Linked DNA regions of Rattus norvegicus: region 2 is linked to region 1. The links are chromatin contacts, called in public Hi-C maps. All regions are on one chromosome and are shown on one strand. Each heading gives the region's core, a stretch centred on a gene start, on an enhancer-like site or on the middle of the called end of the contact. The rest is flanking DNA. Distances are from core to core; before and after follow the strand shown.

The links. A called contact is a pair of places that touch in the nucleus more often than the background predicts.
Region 2: a Hi-C map of the A7r5 cell line shows a contact between it and region 1, with 2.5 times the contacts expected there. The contact joins the promoter of Armcx4 here to the enhancer-like site in region 1. A contact is called at or near these places in 3 of 12 Hi-C or Micro-C datasets (the A7r5 cell line, Schwann cells and psoas muscle).

The regions. Positions count from the first base shown.
Region 1 is chrX:102,095,997-102,103,697 of GRCr8, reverse strand. It overlaps the pseudogene Cox7b-ps2. Among named protein-coding and RNA genes, the nearest start is that of Hnrnph2, 26 kb to the right of the region's middle. Within about 2 kb of position 3,872, at least 5 of the 93 cell types and tissues checked have an H3K27ac peak or open chromatin away from gene starts, as enhancers often do. A contact at or near this core is called in the A7r5 cell line and Schwann cells, where this site is marked.
Region 2 is chrX:102,151,133-102,158,833 of GRCr8, reverse strand. Armcx4 (armadillo repeat containing, X-linked 4) reads right to left here and starts at 5,091. Exons shown (of 6, transcript XM_006257237.5): 1 at 4,807-5,091; 2 at 4,225-4,301; 3 at 3,356-3,435; 4 at 2,938-3,020; 5 at 2,571-2,652; 6 at 1-2,249. The coding sequence starts at 2,121.

The sequences.
Region 1 (7,701 bases), core at 2,623-5,122:
TCTCCTTATTAAACCTAAACACTATATCTCAAGACTGCCTCACAATTTATAGAGAGAAATTCCTTAAGGTTAAAAACATAAGTAAACTCATTTTATACTTTATTGTTTTATTACTACCCCTTTCCTTTTAAAAGACAAAAAAGACAGATCTGCCTGCCTCTGCCTCTGCCTCTGCCTCTCTGCCTCTCTGCCTCTCTGCCTCTCTGCCTCTGCCTCTCTGTCTCTCTGCCTCTCTGTCTCTCTGTCTCTCTGCTTCTGCCTCTGCCTCTGCCTCTGTCTCTGCCTCTCTGTCTCTGCCTGTGCCTCTCTGTCTCTCTGCCTCTACCTCTGCCTCTCTGCCTCTCTGCCTCTCTGCCTCTCTGCCTCTCTGCCTATCTGCCTCTCTGCCTCTCTGCCTCTCTGCCTCTCTGCCTCTCTGCCTCTCTGCCTCTCTGCCTCTGCCTCTGCCTCTGCCTCTGCCTCTGCCTCTGCCTCTGCCTCTCTGCCTCTCTGCCTCTCTGCCTCTGCCTCTCTGTCTCTCTGTCTCTCTGCTTCTGCCTCTGCCTCTGCCTCTGTCTCTGCCTCTCTGCCTCTCTGCCTCTCTGCCTCTCTGCCTCTCTGCCTCTCTGCCTCTCTGCCTCTCTGCCTCTCTGCCTCTCTGCCTCTCCTCTGCCTCTGCCTCTGCCTCTGCCTCTGCCTCTGCCTCTGCCTCTGCCTCTGCCTCTGCCTCTGCCTCTGCCTCTGCCTCTGCCTCTGCCTCTGCCTCTGCCTCTGCCTCTGCCTCTGCCTCTCTGCCTCCTGAGTGTAGGGATTAAAGGTGTGTTGTACCACCACACTGGCTTTATTGTTTTTAAACTTGACTTAATTTTTAAATTTTGCATGATCTTTAAACTTATGAATTAAAACCTTTGAGAAATGTATCTCAAAAAGCCAGAGAATCTCATAAGAACCATGCTAAGGGTCCTAAAGGAATCCCTATCTCTAAACTGCTCCATTTAAAGATGAAGTGTGTACTACCTCTTATCTCCCCTTTATAACTGCAGCAACACTCCTTCACTCTGACTCATTCTTTGAGGCGCTATAGTGGATGGAATCCTTAAGTGAGGTGCTGATGACAGGGCTGACACGCCCATTGACCTGGTAACCCCACAGACATGCCTGCTTTGCATTCACAAGGCTGAATTCCATGAATGAGAGTTGGAGCAGGTTATATGTTCTTGTGATACTCTCAGATACCAGATATGAGACAGAATTTCACTCCATCAGCAACTGTTTGCTTTACAATATCCCGCTCAGCTCACCTTGGCGAAATCTTCCTTTAGGGAGGAGTAATCTCTGTAGAAAAATAAACAATTTCGTTTTAAGAAAAAAAGCGGGTTGAGCTCCGGCTCCCGAGGAGTGAATTGGTGCATTCAAACAAAAATGCATACTTTTTATTCCACCTAAATACTATTTTATAAGTAATCAGAATAGCAGTTTCTTCTGGGGTGAAGATTAACTAGGAGGGGTCCTCTTGTCCCCATCTTCCAATTGCTGAGATTATATTTGTGCACCATCATGCCTGGCTTTTGTTTCTGCATCTTGAGACAGAATTTTTCGAAGTTGCCATGGTTACTTAACTCTAGATGAGGCAGGCTTTGAACTTGGGACCCTTCAGCCTGCTGAGTGTTTGGTATTATCAGATCCGATCCGTCTCAGTCAACTGCTTTTGTTGGCTTCTTTCCTCTTTCCCTTGGTCGCTTCCATCTTTCTTTTCTCCGTCCCTCTATTTCTCATATGTTTGTGGGAGAAGAGTTGATAACGTACCAGGCACTGACACTGATTTCATCAGGGATCTTGAAAATCCAGTGCTCACATAGTCCTCACAATAAAAATGCGGAAGCCATTTATTGCAGGAAGTAGGATGGAGGAGGAGTAAGGTCAAAGGATGACTCCTGGAGAGAACATTATGCCTTCTCTTTCACTTGCATTCTGGGACCTCTTTTTTTGTGGTAATTCTGTACACAATCTGCTCTCTGGACTCAGAAAGATTTTCATCCGAGTTCCTGCTGTGACATATACTAGTCACTTGACCCTGAAAAACTGACTTAAGTTCTCCCTTAATTTTCATTTGGTTTCATTCTTGTTTTGTTTTTGAGACAGAATCTTGCTATGTACCCCAGGCTGGCCTGGAACTCACAGAGGTCTGCCTCCCCCTACTTCCTGAGTGCTAGAATTAAAGACTCGCGTGCCGCAAGCCTTTCTTAGTCTTCTTTCTTTTCCTGTTCATCATTTTATTGTAAATAACTTTAACTAGCTATTTATTTATTTATTGCTTTTTCAAGAAGGATTTCTCCATATAGCCCCAGCTGTCCTGGAATTGCTCTGGAGATGAGGCCGGCCTCAGACTCAGAGATCCACCTGACTCCACCTCTCCAGTACTGGGATTAAAGGACTGTACCAGGACCACTGGCATTTTTTTTTAATTTAAAAATTATTTTTTCTCTTTTACAATACATCCCAAACATAGTTTTCTCTCCATTTCCTTCTCCCAGTATCCCCCACCTTCCCTCTTCCCCCCCAGCTGACTGTTCTTCCAGAGGTTCTGAGTTCAATTCCCAGCAACCTTTGGTGGCCCTCTTCTGCTGTGTGTGAAGACAGTTACAGTGTACTCATACACATAGAATAAGTAAAGAAGACTAGGCACATCCCCTCACATCAAGGCTGGCTGTGGCAGCCCAGTAGTGGGGGAAAGGGTCCCAGAAGCAGACAAAAGAGTCACAGACACCCCTACTCCCACTGTTTGGTGTCCCACAAGGACACCAAATGACACAACCATAACATGTATACAGAGGACCTAAGGCAGAGCCATACAGACTCCATGATTTCTGTTTCAGTCTCTGTGAGCCTCTATGAGCCCTGCTTAGTTGATTCTGTGGGCCATGCTCTCCTGGTGTTATCCTCCAGCCCTCTGGCTCCTACAATCCTTTCTTCCCCTTCTGCAGGGTTCCCCTCTGTCCTTATTCAGAGCACAAGTATTATAATGTCTACTTCCAAGGCTGAAGCAAGATAAGTAAAAATGCTCTGTTTAATGAGAAGCCACTTTATTTTGATCGGTTCTTTTATTTTCCTGGGTGGTTAAGAACCTATGATTTTTGTTGGCATCTGACCCTCCTCCATTTGACATCAAATAGCTATTTTAATGACTACTACCGCTAGCTTTATAAAAGATGTCCTTGAACTTCTTACTCTCCTACCTCTGTTCTCCTAGCACTGGGATTGCAAGCCTACACAGCCATGCTTGGCAGTACATACAACATAGTCCCTTCTTTCCTTCCTTCCTCCCTCTCTCCTTCCCTCCCTCATCCCTCTTTTTTTCCAGACTGGGTCTTTCTATGTAGCTCTGGTTGTCCTGGAACTTGTTCTAAACCAAGCTGTCCTCCAGCTCAGAGATCTGCTTGTCTATTCTTCCATAGTGCTGGAATTAAAGGCATGAATCACCCCTTTACAGCCCCTCCCTCCTTTCTCTTTTTTTTTTGGGGGGGGGGAGAGGCTGGATTTTTGTTGTTGGTGGTGGTTGTTGTTATTTTTTAGAGAGAGAGTTTCATGTAACTCAGGTTGTCCTGGAACTTTCTATAGCCAAAGATGACCTCAAATTCTTGATCTTCCTATGTTTATCCCTTGAGTACAGGGAATACAGGAAGGCACTACTATGCCCGGTAGACAGATTTCTATTTTTACTAAATAAGCAGTCCTGAGTGGTTAGTCTGAGACAGTTATTTGTTCCTTCTATTACAAAATGGAAGACAGGAATGGTGCCATCATGAAGCTGTAGTGACAGGCCTAGCCTATCTTACCCTGTACAGATATACTAAGACATTGCAGAAACCTCAGCAAATAAAATGTCTTGTGATTTTCTTTCTCCTCCAGACTTTACCAGATGACTCATTTCTACCGGCTAGAAATGGCAGACAGTGTCAAGCTGAACACAGCGCCTATTTATTTCCCTCCTTGCTGACCATTTTGGAAAGTATTTTATGCTGTGCTATTTAGTTGACCTCAGAGTTGTCTGTCCAGAGAAGGTTCCATGGAAAGAGAACTGGCTGCTCTGTGTCCATCTCGGGTCTAGGGCTTGTTTCCATAGAGAGAGGCTGGGAAGCATCCTGTAAAGTTCACTGTTGACTTGCTTTTAAAAGAGAGAACTAATTTCTTGGCAGACGGTTGTATGACGCGAAAGCAGTAGGCTCTGTCACCATTTTTCTCTTTCGTTTGCTTTTCTGTCTATTGAATAAACCGGTGTAAATAGCCTAGCCCTTCTCTGTCTCACTTCCACCGCAGTGAATGGTATAGGTGTTTTCCTGGAATTAAAAACCATTCAGGGGCTGGAGAGATGGCTCAGCGGTTAAGAGCACCCGACTGCTCTTCCAGAGGTCATGAGTTCAATTCCCAGCAACCACATGGTGGCTCACAACCATCTGTAAAGAGATCCAATGCCCTCTTCTGGTGTATCTGAAGACAGCTACAGTGTACTTATATATAATAAATAAATAAATCTTTAAAAAAAAAACCATTCAGCTTAAGCAAAGAAGTAATCCATCACCAAAAGCTCATAATCTGTAAATGACCCTTTGATCCAATAGCCACCAACATACACATCCATTTATTCATTCATTTCACAAAGATTTATGAGCTTTTGGACCAGGTGCTAGGTATCACGTCCGGGTGAGGTATGGGGACCTCAGAGTGGAACAAGATTTATCTTCCACAAATGAAGCAAGTCCCCTCTAGGAACTTCTTATAAGTGAACACCCTCACAGTTGGAGTAGAAAGGGAATATAGTTTGAGAAAGAAGAAAAACATGTATTGAACATGGATTCTATCATATTCATGAGATCCTGGAAAACTCATTGACAAAAGGATTGCTGACTATCAACTGCGGGCAGCAGCATCTTAGGGACTTCTTTGGAGGTAGGACTCTGAGGGACTAAGACCCAGCTCTGTCCCCTTCATCCTCTGTATACCTCAGATGATGATGATAGTAGGTAGCCAAAGGTACTATCCAGTGTATGTGTATTCTCTCCCATGCTTTACGGATATCTTGTTCGTTTAGGATGCTCAGGTTTGAACTTCTTACCACTTCGAAGTTGCTATCCGGCTCCAAACTGGGAGAATGGGAGGGTTGCTATCCCTTCCTAACATAAGGCACAGCGAAGCAAGCACAAATAAATCATTATGACCTAGGTTTAAGCGTGCACTTGTCTCTCAAAATGTGTGTTCTGCATTGAGTTTTGATCGTCCTATTTTCTCTCCTTTACACATCATACTTCCCAGAAGTTCAAAGTGTTTCCCAAACAACTGATAAGCAGTTGAGGAATTGCCTCTATCTGGTCTTAGAAAAGTTTACATAGCGAATTCCTTTAAAGCAGATATTGAGATAACCATTTTTCCTGGCTTTGTTAAGAGGTTGTATTGTTCTGATCTTTTAGTAGCACTGTGTTCTATAGCCATTTATGAAAACACAGGAGTACAGAGAGATAAAAATGAACCAGAGGAAATTGCTGTTGACATCTGGGCATATTTTTCTCTAGTTTATAAAAAAGTGACTTGACTATACTGTCTTAAATCTCTTTCAAAATTGGCATTATAACGGATGCTTTGGTGCTGGCTAGTTTTATGCCACCTTAGCACAAGCCAAAGCCTTCAAAGAGGAGGGAACATCAGTTAAGAAAAGGCCTCCAGCCAAGCATAGTAGTGCAAGACTTTAATCCCATTACTCAGGAGGCAGAGGAAGGAGGATCTGTGTGAGTTTGAAGCCGGCCTGGTCTAAGTAGTGAGTTCAAGGACAGTCAGAGCTACAGAGTGAGATCCTGTCTTTGAAAGAACAATAATAAAAATGCCTCTGTAAGACTGGGCTGCAGGCAAGACTGTAGGACATTTTCTTAATTAGTGATTGATATGGAAGTGCCCAGCCCATTGCGAGTAGTGCCATCTCTGGGCATGCGGTCCTGGGTGCTATAAGAAAGCAGTCTGAGCAAGCCATGTGGAGCAAGCCAGTAAGCAGCATCCCTCCAAGGCATCTGCATCAACTCCTGCCTCCAGGTTCCCGCCCTGTTTGTGTTCCTGTCCTTTCTTCAATGACGAACAGTGCTGTGGATGTGTAAGTCAAATATACCTTTTCCTCTCCACCTTGTTTTTGGTCATGATATTTCATCTGAGCAATAGTAGCCCTAACTAAGACAATGCTCCTGTTTCAGTTAAGTATCTCATAAACATTTGCTTCTAAATTTGCATGTTTTCTCACTTATTGCCACAAGCAATAAGCCACCTTAGCCAGGAACCCCACTGCGACCATTCCTACCAGCTATTCCCTGCCTCTAGAACAGTCTGAACCAAATAGGGACTCCCTGACTATTCCTTGATAATGGTTTCCTATACAATAAGAAGGCTTTTAAAATCACTTTTAGGAATAGCATTTCATTTCCCTAAGCCCTGGCTTCCTCATGTATCACATGGATGTATAAAGTACCATTTTCTTAGACTGTCATGGTGAGTAAATGAGAAAATTCCAATAAACCCATCCCAGTGACTGATATCCGGAATCAGCCAAGTCTCACACTTGCCTGAGAAATGACCTGAGTGAAGAAGAATATGGATTGAATGGATACACCAGGACAAAGCTTAGAAATACTGATTAATCTTGTCACTGAAAACAGTGGGCAGCTAAATCTACTTGTTTAACGTATTTTAGACTACAGGGGCAGACACTAACTTAGGCTTGAATTCGACTCAGAAAATATTTCACATTACAGTATTTTTTTAATTTGGTGCAGTGGCCTGAACCAAAGTCATCACACAAATGCTAAGCATGTGCTCTACCACTAAGCTACACCGGGACAGCGCATTCTTTTATCATTTCGTTTGTTTACTAACATACTGGTAATCAGACCTAGGGTATCATGCATGCTAGGTAAACAAGTTGAGGTTATTCTTTAAAAGCATTTGAGGGGCAATGGTGACTCAGGCCTTTAATCCCAGCGCTCAGGAGGCAGAGGCAGGCAGATCTCTGAGTTTGAGGCCAGCCTGCTCTATAGAATGAATTCTTGGCAGCAAGAGTAACAGAGAGAAACCATGTCAAGAAGGAAAGAAAGGGGGGTTGGGGATTTAGCTCAGTGGTAGAGCGCTTGCCTAGGAAGCGCAAGGCCCTGGGTTCGGTCCCCAGCTCCGGGAAAAAAAAAAAAAAGAAGGGAAGGCAGAAAGAAAGAAAGAAAGAAAGAGAGAGAGAAAGAAAGAGAGAAAGAGAGAAAGAACTTTCATTAAACTGGACAGTGGTGCGGTGCATGCTTTTAATTCCAGCACTTGGGAGACAGAGGCAGGCTGATCTTTATTAGTTGAAGGCCAGCCTGGTCTCCAAAGTGAGTTCTAGGATAGCCAGAACTATACACAGCAACCTTGTGTCAACAAAACAAAACAAAACACCAACCAACCACCACCAACAACAACAACAAAACAATGGAGTAGATTCAGCAGACTGATGGCTTCAGAGACATTTACCAGGGCTTCCCATTCAACATAAACAACACTGCTGTGAAGTCAGAATCTATCTTTACTAAGACTCAAGCTGAACATTTCCAAAACTTTGGTAAGTCACATCACTGCTAAGAGGCCAATCCTCTATGTAAAACTCAGTATTTTCTTCCTACGTTTAATTGCATTGAATGGATGCACCATTATTTTTATGCTCAC
Region 2 (7,701 bases), core at 3,842-6,341, 54 kb before region 1:
AGTCAAGGCAATACCCTGGGAAGCAGCCACAGACTGGGGACAGGCACCGACCCCAGCCTCTGCCTTAGGCACATTGGGATTGCTCTTAACTTTATTCTTGGCACCAGGTAAGGCCTCACTGTGGGAACTGGCTACAGTCTGGGACTGGGCAGAACCCGTTGTATCTGGCCCAGCCCCTGCTTTAGGCACAGAATTCCGATTACCCTTGGCCTTATTCTTGGCTCCAGGGGTGGTCTCACCTTGGGAACTGCTCACAACATTAGTCTGGGCAGAGCTTGTTGGAGCTGTCCCAGCCTCTGTCTTAGGCATAGGATTCGGATTGCCCTTGACCTTATTCTTAGTACCAGGCAAGACCTCATTCTGGCAATTGACCACAGGCTGTGGCTGACCACAGGCTTTCTGGTCTGCCTTTGCCCCTGCTTTAGAAACAGCATTAGAGTCACTTTTGCTATCAACCTTGGAATCAGACAAGGCCTCAGCTTTGGTCCCAGCCTGAGGCTGTGCACACGTTTTCGTGTCCGTCCCAGCCGCTGCCTTACACTTGGCTTTGGCTTTACCTCTAGCCTTACCTTTAGTATTAGGTAAGGCTTCACCCTGGCTCTGGGCCGTAGCCTGAGCTCCTTCCTTAGATGTGGTATTGGCATTGTCCTTAGCCTTGATTTTGCCATCTGGCAAGTCATCACCCTGGACATTGGCCACAGGCTCAGTTTGGGTAGGGGAAACCATGTCTATACCAGTCTCTGCCTTAGCCATGACATTGTTATCACTTCGGTTTTTATCCCCGGGATCAGACAAGGCATCAGTCTGCAAATTGGTTTTGGTGTTTGCCTTGGCCCCTGCTTTAGCCAGTGCACTGGCATTACCTTTACCCTTAACCTTGGCATCAGGCATGGCTTCAGTCTGATCACTGGTTACAGTTTGAGGCTGAGTATCTGTTACGTCAGCATCAGTCATTGCCTTAACACTGGCAGCTTCCCCACCGTCCATCATGGCACCAGACGTTGCCTCAGCCTCTATCTTGGCCACAGTCTCAGGTTGTATTATACAAGTTCTTATATCTGTCTCTGCTTCACAAATGTCATTTGCATTGTCCCAAGCATCATTCTTTGCCCCTGGCACAGCTTCAGCCAGAATGCTGGCAGCAGTATGAGGCTGACCAGAAGCCTTCATATCTACCCCAGACCCTGCCTTAGACATGTTTTTGAGATCCTCCTGGTTGTCAGTCTCGGCACCAGCCATATCATCATTTTTGACTATGGTCACAGCCTGAGACTGTGCATAGGACTTCATGTCCACTCCAGCCACTACAACAGACAAATCATTAGGATTCTCCTTAGTAGCAACTGTGGCATCAAGCCTAGCCTCAGACTGAGTCCTAGGCACAGCCAGAGTCTCTTCCAGGGACCTCATCGTGGCTTCAGCCACAATTCCAGTCTCATTCATGCTTCCGATCTTGACTACTTCCTTGGTCACTGCCAAGACCTCACTCTGTGTCACTGTCACTCTGTTAATCTCTGTCTCTTTTTCATCCAATGTATGAGCTTCTGCTTTGGTCTGGGTCATCGCTTCTTTCTTGACCTCTGCCCTGCCAGCCATTGCCCAAGCTTTAGCTTTGGTCTGAGTCACTGCCTCTTTCTTGCCTACTGCCTCAGCCTCGGCATCAGTTTGTGTAACCGCCTCTTTCATGGTTACTTCCTTGGCTTGGGATGTGGATTCAGTCAAAGTCACTGCCTCTGCCATGACCACAGTTTCCACCAATGAACTGGTCTCAGACTGGGTCTCTATCTCTTCCTCAAGCATTGTCTTGGCCTGACAATTGTCACTGGGTCTAACTAGAACAGGGACCTTGAAGTCTACTTCAGCCACAGGCTCACCTCCTTCTCCAGATTCTGGTTCAGTCTTGATTCTAGTCTCAGCCTCTCTTCCAGCCATGGCTTCACTTGTGGCCAAGGTCTGGTTCTGTTCCCCAACCATAGTCTCCGTCTCGATTCTGGACCCATTTCTGGCAAGTCCGCTCACACTCTGAGTTCTTCCCTTGGTTAATCTGTAAATGCAGTAGCAGGTACCAGCCCAGATCACCAGTCCTGCAGTGGCCCAGCCCACATCCTGAACACGGCCCATGTAATCACCCCTGCTGAAGGCACGGACAATGTATAGGAGGGCTCACTCGGGCTAGGAAAGAGGATGGTGTGTCTGGGCAATGGTGCTTAACCACTTAAAGGCCAGCAGAGCTGCCCCTGGAAGTAGACCTAGAAGTGGAAGAAGGAAATGAATTTAACCGTCTCTTCTAACTCTCCGGCATTATTCAAATAGATATAAACAGGAACCGGAAAGGGTAGGAATGAACTTGTTAGAAGAGGATGGTTGGCAAATTTTTCACCCCTTATTTCATTTCTTCCTATGCTCCCCAATGCCCAGCCATTTTCATATGCCAAATGAATTGAGTCAAGGATGGCAGGAAGGCTAATAGTGAGTGGACGAGGGACAGAAAGTCTCAGGACTAGATTTGTAAGGGATCTCCTATGTAATAATGGTTATCATTATTATTACAGGTCCCCGCTCATACGAACCTGGAATGAACGAAGTTGCCACTTCTATCCTTCTTTTGCTTGGTGACGCACTCTAAAGTATAGAGTCATGAGACCTTTAGACCTAGAGAAATGAAGACAAAGAGAGACACAGAGAGGAGTTTGTTCTTGATGGAGCAGTCATATTATCAGCAATTTATCCTTTCAATTTGTCCAATTTCCTTAGGTGCTATAACACTCTTTTCCATAGACCAGAATCAAGGTAAAGGTTTGGGGTAAATATCAGGAATAGTGAGAAAAATGGCCGTAAAGCAGAATAAGAAGCCCCTCCTGACTGTCTCTTTTGGAATGCACACTGGTCTCCACTAACCCACATTAGAGACATAGCAGGCACGTCCCTCCCTCTTACCAGTTATCCTGGTCAGAGATAATTTCCTCTTTTCTTCCTTGCTTCCATGAATCTCAGCCTCTGAAGCAGACATGCAGAAGGATCTATAGACACATAGATAGATAAACAGGAAGTCATGGGAGCTGTGAGCTTAGTAGAACAAACACCTCAATTCTTGGTTACAATGTTTGCATTGCCAGAGTCCTGAACCATTTTAACACTGTATTCCTATCTTAAGATCCCATCTCAAGGCTTCTTTGTCACAGCCCAGTCCACCGTACCTCAAATATCCCCACTGTTTCCTGCACTGAAACGGACAGGTTGTATGGCAGCATTGCATTGTGCAAATCAACCGTATATAGACAAGGCAGAAGTGCCATCCACTGGAGTCCTTTCAAGCTCAACCCACCCTCTTTTGTCATCCCCAGCCACTACCCACCTTTATACCAACCTCCACAGTTCCAAAACAGTCTCCCCCTCTTTCAGGGGTAAAAAGCCCTACTTCAAACATGTGGAGCCCTGGGAACAGACAAAGAAAAAGGAGAGGGTGAACGCTGAGTGCTTGTGACAGCCTAGCACCAAACATCTGTGTTCCTCGGTCCTGCCTTTGGAGATTCAGAGATACAGTGGTAACCTAGGGCTTCATCTACACTGAAATGGATAAAATAGAGAGGGGAAGAGGAAAAGTAAAAAGGGAGAAAAAGAGAAAAATTATTTTTAAACCACCTGTAGGATTCTAGGTCTTTCCTCAAAAGTCCACCATTTCCTTTATTACGATGGTCAGGTAGACACGACTCTCTGGAAACTGGAGGACGGTGGAAGAGATGGACGCCCCAGATCCCAGGATTCTTCAATCAGAGCCTGCCATCTGCTTCCCCTGAAAGCCATCTCTAGGAGTCTCAGCGCAAGATACAAGGTATGGAGAAGGGCTTTCGCTTCTGCAAAATCATTATCCCATCCCCCCAAAGGCTCTATCCAACAATAGTGTCCTTTTTACACAATAATTGGAATTTTTAATATCATCTGAAATAAATCAAAATAATCCAGAACAAAGTTTTGTCTTTGTTGGTGTTCACCATAGAATTTAAGGGAAAAGTCCGAAGCCTGTTCAGGAAACAAAGCTTAGGTAAAGTTCCTAGGTTAGCCCCACCCCACATCCTAATTATATATAAATACAATATATACTAATATATATATACATACTCAAATATATATATACATACACACATACAAATATTAACAGTGCCTACGTGGCTGCATAGAATTCATACAGAACTTCAATGGTTCGGTATTGGTACTCACACTAACCTCCATAGATCCTGTGCAGTTCTCTTGTCTCTGTCTCCGTTTTTCCCTCGCCTCACCACAAATAGAGCCACACCGAACTATTGTCCAAAAGGAAAGAGTAAAGGCACTGAGTGCTTCGGCCAGCACCAAGGCCACACATCTCAACACTCTCCTTTATGGAATCCGGTTGTCAAATGTCCCTCCCCTCCTTCTGAGACACCACCCCTACCGAGCCCGCCGTCCAGGCACTAAGGCCCACCATTTTCTCCGCAAATGCCACGGTGGCGCGCGCGTCCCTCCTCTGAAAGGAGCAGGAAGCCCGCGGACATGTGCGGACGCCCATTGATGGAGTTAATTAAAGAGGATGGACATTTCCCTCTGTATTTCCCTCTAGAGACTCTTCCTACCAGCGGCCCTGTCAAAGCACGGGGTTCCCCAGCACCGATTCAGCTAGGGGCTGGGGGACGCGGGAGAATCGGAGAGGAAGGCTCCTTGAACTTGATCCAGCATGGACATCCCCCTCCTCAATCCATCTCCATTGCTCTGCGGGATCAAAAGGCTGCAGCTAGCGGGGCCGCGGCGCAGCCGCCCGGGGGCCCTTACCTGCTCTGCTCGCCCCGGGCCCGATGCCAGCCCGCCGCGCGCAGGGCAGCGGGGAGTTGGTGGCCAGACGAGAGTGACGACTGCACCCAAGGCTGCGTCGCTCTGCAGCTCCGGGTCACGTGAGGGCCCCGCGTCATCGCTCGCCCTCCTCCTCACAACCCCCCCACTGGTCGGAAGGCAGTCAACAGGACCCCCTTCTGTACGCACAGGCAACCCCCTCCTCGCGTCCGTGCGCAAAGTCCCAGCGCGCCCCGCCCTGTCACTCATCTCTGGGCTCTCCAATCTGAGAGCCCACAAGTGTCATCACCATCTAGCGGTTGGAGTTCACCGGTCTCCGGTTACTAGGAAGGGTCTGTACCCCCACCCACTCTCAGGCCTCGGCTGTAGCCTTTTCTGCATCTTTGAAGAATCCTTTCTTTTCCTCTTAGGCTACAATACTAACGCTCCCCACTGGCTCTCTATACAACCTGCCTTCCCTTAGTAACAATTCCACCATCAAATCGGCTAGAGAAAAAGGAAAACCATGCAATCAAAGCCTTTACTTTCTTTGTCTGTATTCCCTTTTCTGTTGACATCATTTTCGCTCCCAGTAAGGGGAAAATACAGTAAAGACATTTTCATTAGCCATGAAAATGTCCAGGTTGTAAAAATTTTAAAGACTCGTTCGTTTACACAATTTTATGACACTTTAAAAAAAAGGGCTTTCTAACTACTATAAACTGCTTTTGAGGGCTGAAAACAGATGTAATTGCTGACATTTTAAATACATTCTTTTTCCTAAACAAAGCTAGACCGTCTTTTAATGCAATCGACAAGTTAATCTTTGGAAAGACATTCAGATTTGAAAACATGATAGTTTTACAGAAATAATTGAAAGCCTTTGAGGTTTTAGTGCACTTACCTTTGCCTACCAGGTGCCTGAGTACTTCTTCACAGGAGACTCTGGATACTTTAAAGACCAAAACGAGTGAACCCAGTACTTTACAAACTAGTGACTTTAAAGGTTAATATCCAAAGATATTAATCATTTTTGTTTGTTTGTTTGTTTGTTTGTTTGGATTTTTACATCAATGTCACCACACCCACAAAAGGAGCAATGGCTACCACATAGAAAGAAAAATAGAAAGAAAAAAAGAAAGAAAGGAGGCATTAAGCGTTAAGGTAGAATTTTCATCCTATCAGTGGCATGGGTGACATCTCCCCAGGTTGTGCCATTTCTCTTCTGTTGGTCACCCTGTCAGGGTTGAGCATTGAGCATTTTTCAGCAGCCATGGGCATGTTGGAACAGCTCGGCCATCAGTGATCTTTCCCTCTTAGAAATGGAAGAACAAGGTCCAGGATTCCAAGTGGTCCCCAGAAGAAATGTCTTTTTACTCCCTGCCTTCCTTAATAACTTCAGTGCACCACCCTCACAAAACCCAGAATTCAGGAACAAAAATATGCAGAAGAGTCACCAGGCACCCACCTGTTTCCACTGGGGAATCATACTCCAAATATAAACTGTCCAGGCACCCTCCTTCTTAGAATGTTGAAATATGACACCCCAGCTTGAGGCCCTCCCTGGTGAGGGGCCCTGTGTGAAGGAGGTCCTTTCAGGAGGTGAGCCAGGAAAGCCATAATACTTGAAAACATTACTAATGGGTTTCCAGAATTCAAAATGTACTTTCTCTACCAAAGAAAATAATTCATCGATTGATTAACATAAAAATTTAAATCTGTGTTCATCTTTTAAAAGAAGCATAAGCTTCAGATACCAAAGAACTGATTGTAATTTAAATATCCGTACATATTATTAATAAAATAACAAATAGAAAAAAGTGCCAAAAATATAGACAGATTTATTCACAGAGGAGAAACAAAAGATCCAAATGTCCAGTAAACATATAAAAGTGCTTGATTTTTAAAACATGCAAATTAAAACAACTGTGTTTAAGCTATGGCATCAAAGTTTATAAATTCAATATTATTGACTATTTAGTGGGACTATGGAGATGCCTATACTCTGTTGGAGATGGCTATTTTAATTCAATCCTTTTATAAAGGGCAATTGGGCAAAATCTATTGAACAATAAATAGAACAGCCGGGGTTGGGGATTTAGCTCAGTGGTAGAGCGCTTGCCTAGCAAGCACAAGGCCCTGAGTTCGGTCCCCAGCTCCGAAAAAAAGAAAAAGAAAAAAAAATAAATAGAACAGCCTACAATTCTTTCCTGGGGTAATTCTACTCTTTGATATTTAGTAAACATATCCTTAGAGAATGACATAGATATATACTGCCACACCCAAGTATGATATTTCTTGCAGTACTATTAAAGGGTTTTTTAAATCTTGCAACAGGCTAGAAAGATGGCTCAGCAGTTAAGAGCACTTACTGCCCTCCCAGAGGTCCTGTGTTTGGTTTCCAGCACCCACATGATGTGGCTCACAGCTCCAGGAGACCTGCTGCCCACCACCGGCTTCTGAGGGCATGCATACACACATGGCATGCCTCCACATAGACACACACATGCACGCACGCACGCACACATGCACGCACACACACACAAGTTTAAAAATTATTGGGGGCTGAAGAGATGGCTCAGTGTTTAAGAGCATTGGCTGTTGTTCTTCAAGAGGACTTGGGTTCAACCCCCAGCACCTACATAGTAGGTTTTAACTGTCAGTAACTCCAGTTCTTGGGGATCTGACACCCTTACACAGACATATATGCAGGCAAAACACCAATCAATTCTTATAAAAAAATAAGTACTTTTTTAAAAAAAATTATCACTAGGGGAGAGATTAAGAAATTTTGATAATTTTTTTACATTGTGAATGATTTTTTTAAAAGGGTTAAATGTTGTATCCTGAGAGGATAATTGGACTAATTCTATTATTTACTATTTGTTTTTATAAGTA